Regions from separate parts of the Hordeum vulgare genome. Here region 1 is linked to region 2. A link is a contact called in public Hi-C data. All regions are on one chromosome and are shown on one strand. The core of a region is the stretch at or near the end of the contact, and the rest is flanking DNA. Distances in the headings are between cores, read along the strand shown.

The links. Hi-C and Micro-C count contacts between places; a contact is called where the count stands out from the background.
Region 1: a Hi-C map of seedling shows a contact between it and region 2, with 9 times the contacts expected there. The contact joins two enhancer-like sites. A contact is called at or near these places in 2 of 6 Hi-C or Micro-C datasets (leaf and seedling).

The regions. Positions count from the first base shown.
Region 1 is chr1H:376,876,364-376,879,063 of MorexV3_pseudomolecules_assembly, forward strand. No RefSeq gene overlaps it. Among protein-coding and RNA genes, the nearest start is that of LOC123438475, 67 kb to the left of the region's middle. Within about 2 kb of position 1,413, at least 3 of the 3 cell types and tissues checked have open chromatin away from gene starts, as enhancers often do. A contact at or near this core is called in seedling, where this site is marked.
Region 2 is chr1H:376,562,404-376,565,103 of MorexV3_pseudomolecules_assembly, forward strand. No RefSeq gene overlaps it. Among protein-coding and RNA genes, the nearest start is that of LOC123411511, 62 kb to the right of the region's middle. Within about 2 kb of position 1,253, at least 1 of the 3 cell types and tissues checked has open chromatin away from gene starts, as enhancers often do. A contact at or near this core is called in seedling, where this site is marked.

The DNA of each region.
Region 1 (2,700 bases), core at 163-2,662, 310 kb after region 2:
ATTTCTGTCCGTGAGTTTTTTTGCTATTTGTTTTTGTCAAAAAATGTATGTTCACTAGTTTCACAAAGATTCATCACGACAAATAAATTATTAACATATATTTACGAAAATCACCATACATTAGACTTAATATTTAGATGGGTAGTGGGAAATGGAGCGAGATGTTCTTGCCGTTCATAAATTGGCACTGCCTATGTAAAATTCATGGTAAATAAGAAGTTCAGTTTGTAAAAAATGAAGTTCATTCTATGTAAAAAAATCTAAATTAAAAAGGTTAATTGTATATGTAGTTTATTCTACATTAAAAGTAGTTTGAATTGTATTTAAAAATATTCAATATATATAAAAGTTAGTTAGTATGTACTAAAAAAATCCTATGCATATTAAACAATTATTCACTATGTTTAAAAAATGAAAAAGGAAAGGCAGAAGAAAACAAAAGGAAAAAGTTGCAGCAAGTGTGCATTGCTTCTCCCACAGGCACTGTATCGAATTTCAGATCCTATTTGACGCTCCTGAGCTTCAAAAGGACATGCCTTCGCTGAACCTAGGCTCCCGACGGCCTAATTTGGACCGTCGCACGGTTACTCTGTTCTTTTCCCTTTTTTTTCCTGTTTCTGTTTCTATTTCGATTTCGTTTTTCTTCTTTTCTGTTTTGACTTTATCCTTTTTTTATATTTTCTTTACATTTTCGTATATTATGCAAAGTTCTTCACGGGGTTAAAGAAAATTTTAGATGAATAATTAGAAAATGTTGAACTATCTAAAAATGTTCAGCGTATATCAAAATATGTTCAATGTGTATTTCAAAGTTATTCGCCGTATATTATAACAATAAAAATAAACGTGTATTCACAAATTGTTCACCGTTTATCACAAAAACATTGAATCCTCATTTAAGAATTGTTTATCGAAAAAACGTTCAATGTGCATTTCAAAATTGTTCAGCGTATATCGCAAAAATATTTAATGTGCATTTGAACAAAAATCATTGTACATAAAAATGTCAATATTTATTTTATTTTGTTCACCTTATATCACAAAAAATTTCAATGTATATTTAAAAACTGTTCACCATATATTTGTCAAAATGGTTAATATGCATATAAAAAAATCATTGTATGTCCCCAAAATGTTCAATGTTTATTGAAAATTGGTCAGCGTATATTAATAAAATAATGTATATTAAAAATGTTAAATAGTCGAATGTTTTTTAATTTTTGGATCTGTCACGGCATTTGGTTCTTATACTGTCGTCCGGACTATTTAATCACTAATGGTATACTATAACGTGAGGTATCGAGTTTGATTATTTGTAGATGTTTTATTTTTTGGGGATTTTTACAAACAGCTAGCTATAACGAGGACAAGGAACGGGCTGGCCCATCCAGACAGCGGCTTGCGCGAAAGCTGCTCTGTTTGACGCACGCGAGCGGCGACTAGGGAGCTCGTATGGAATTGCAAGAGCTATGTGTCACCTGTACTGATTGCTAATAAAAATCGCCTACCGGCGACAGATTAGCGGGCTCACCCACTTAGCTATAGTTGCTACTGCTCCAATCGATCCTTATATCCTCCATCAATCCTTTGTTTTCGTTTCTTTGTTGTATTTTCGTTTGTTTTACTTTATTTCACCGATTACCTTCGATTACCTTCATTTATATTTTTTGCACTGTTTTTTCTTGGGTTTTTGTTACTTTCTTCGTATTTGCGTTCATTTTCTCTGTTTCCACATTGGGTTCTTTGATTTTTCTTTCTTTCTTAATTTACTCCAGTTTTCTTTATTTTTTCATTAGTGTTTCTTTCTTCCTTAATCATATTTTTTGTTTCACTCGGGTTTTTCTTCATTTTAGGTTTTGGTTTTCTTTGTCATTTTCATTTTTTATGTTTTAATTAGTTTTTAAACAAATATCTACATTTTTCATACGTATGAATTTTAGTTTATACATTAGGAACATTTTTTACACATGCTTAACATTACTCGAATGCATGATAAGTATTTTCTAAATGTTTTGATGTCTACATTTTCTCTACATGTTTAAATTTTTTACTATACATATAAATGTTCATTATAAATGTTTCATTAATTTTTTTAATATTTACAATCCAATATGGTTTGATCTTTTTTAAATAAATATAAAATATAATTTAATACCATTAAAAACTTTTAAAATGATGAATATATATCTTAGGAACTGTCCATTTTTTAGATTGTAGAAAATGTTTTCTTGAGCAAATTTGTTTCAAACGTTTATTTTTTTAACTTAAAATATATTTTTAATGACACGACCATCTTTTACAATGTATAAACATTTTCGTAATTTTTATTCACAATGTACATTTTTCGTATATGTAAAATTCATTTTCTATATATGTTTAACATTTTTTTGATGCAAGAATTACAATTTTTAACTTTTATGTAAATAATATATATATATATACTAGGATAAGACCCGTGAGTTGCTACGGGCAAAAGACGAAAAATACCTTAATTGTCGTGGCAAGCTTCGATGTTTCTCTCCGGCCTTTTGCTTCTAAGCTATGTGGTTCATCAATTCGTGAGCTAGGTCTTGTGGAGGCACGACGTTGAGGTGTGAGTGAGGGGATGTCGGGATGCGTTGGTGTGGCGGATGAGACGAGGGGATTCTGAGGAGGGGCTGCGAGGATGACGAATTGTGTATGGGATAGTCTCAGCTGATT
Region 2 (2,700 bases), core at 3-2,502:
TTTCAAAAAATGTCCTAGTTTTAAAAGAAATGTTCTGCATTTCTAAAAAAATTTCTCGATCTTAAAAAAATGTTTGACATTTTCAAAAACTTATTCTGGGTTTTAAAATTTGTTCTTAAGATTCAAATTTCCTCTCGGCTTCAAGATTTATACTTAAGAATTAAAAAATGTATGTGCTTTAAAAAATTGTTTACAAATTTATAATTATAATAATGAATTTGAAATTTTGAATTTTTTTGAAAAATGTTCGTAGTTTCCAAATTTGTTCACAATTTTTATAATTTTGTTCATGAATTTGAAATTTGTACATATTTCAAAAAAATTCAAAATTCAAAAAATGTTCGCTGTTTTCCAAATTAGTTTAATAGTTAAAAAATGTCCACATTTTCTAATATTGTGCAAGAATTTGAAATATGTTAATAATTCGAAAAGAAATTCGTGGTTTCAAAGAATTTGTTCACAATTCGGAAATTGTTCACAGTTTTATAAATTTGTTCATGAATTTGAAATTTGTTCATGTTTTAAAATGTGTTGAAAATTTAAAAATGTTCACTGTTTAACGATTTTTTTCCAAAATCTTATAATTTGATTTACGAATTTGAAATTAATTCATGTTTCAAATTTTGTGTACAATTTTAAAAAAGTTCACGGTTTCAGAATTTGTTCGCAGATTCAGAAAACCTTCATAATTTTATAACTTTGTTCATGAATTCTAAATTTATTCATGTTTCAAAATTTGCTCATCAATTTTCAAAGAATATTCTGGACTTTCAAAAATTCGTCACATTTTAAAATATGTTCGGAAATTTCAAAAATGTTCTGGATTTTGTTCACGTTTTCAAAATTTGTTCATGTTCTGAAAAATTGTTCTCCATTTCAAAATATGATCATCTTTTTCTAAATTTGTCCGCGAATTCAATAAAATATTTTTATTTTATAAAAGATTTATAAAATATTTTTTGGAAATTTAATAAACTTTTTGTCTACTTTAAAAGTTTTTAAAATATGTTTCAAATTTTAAAAAATTATAGTTTTTCAAAAAATCAAAAAATTATCTGGTTTTTTCAAAAAATGTTCTTCAAATTCGAAAAATGTTTTGCTTTAAAAACGGAAACAAAAAGAAAAAAGAAAGAAAAACGAACCAAAAAAATTAAAAAAGAAAGGAAATACACAGAAAAGGAAAAATAAACAGAAAAACATTACTAAAGAAAAAAAAGCTGTGCGTTGCAGCCCTTGTCTGCCACAATGAGCGGCGGGTAGGAGCTCCCGCTCCTCTCTAGCGCCGATACCCCTCCTCCCTGTGTGCCCTCATGGACGGCTCATCTGAGGTCGGACACCCATATGTTTTTTTAGGTTGTCCATTTTCAGAAACAATTACAGATTTCAAAAAGCTTGTGAATTTTGAGGAAAAAGTGTTTATGAATTTAAAAAGTGCTCATTATTTGAGAAATATTCGGGAAAGGATAAATTCTCACAAATTTTAAAATAAAAGTCATGATTTCAAAAAACAAATTCGTATTCAAAACATATTCACAAATTTAAAACAATTGTTCATGGATTTACAAAAAATATTCATGATTTGACAAAAATTCAGAAACTGATAAATTCTTACAGATTCGAAAAATGTTTGTGACTTAAAAAATAAATCATGTATTCAATTTTTTTTTCACATTTTTTATTTTTTTACGAATTTTAAAAATTCTAAAACTATTAAAAACTATTTGGGAATTCCATAAATTGTTCACAGAATGTTACCAAAATTCAAAAAATGTTCATAGATTCAAAAATTGTTAATGGACTCAAAAAATATCCGTCATAAAAACTTCCTATATTTTAAAAATTGTTCATCGGTTCAAAGGAATTGTTCCCAAGTTTCAAACAATGTATGCAATTAACAAAAACGCTACCGAATCCAAAAAATGGTCAAAAAAATCTAAAAATCATATTCGGAAAATGTACAAGATTTTAAAAAAATCATTTATTTTAAATATGCTTGTAGAAAATGGAAAACGAAAAAAAATGCAAAATAAAAGGAAAAACAGAAAAAAAAGGAAAACAAACAACAGGTCGACACAAGGTTCTAGTTCCTTCACAAACCAATGGAGATAATATTCGTAAATGGGCCAGCCAATACAAAAATTAATGCGTGAGAGGGGTATACCCTAGTTCGGTAGATGGCAATCTACGCGCGGAATAGGTGTGTTTGGTTGCTAATGATGAAAAGCTTTTTACGCCGATCATCCGCCGCGCCACTTAGTGTAGCCCACCGATTCTATGACCGCAGATGTCCCCTCTCCCCATAGAAATTAGGGTCGTCCTGTTGGAAATATGCCCTAGAGGCAATAACAAATTGGTTATTATTATATTTTCTTCTTCATGATAATCGTTAATTATCCATGCTAGAATTGTATTGATTGAAAACTCAAATACATGTGTGGATACATAGATAATGCTCTCTCCCTAGTGAGCATATTGTTGACTAGCTCGTTGATCAAAGATGCTCAAGGTTTCCTGGCCATAGACAAGTGTTGTCACTTGATAACGGGATCACATCATTAGAAGAATGATGTGATGGACAAGATCCAAATTATGAACGTAGCATATGATCGTGTCAGTTTGTTGCTACTGTTTTCTGCATGTTAATGTATATGTTCCTATGACCGTGAGATCATACAACTCCCGGACACCGGAGGAATACAT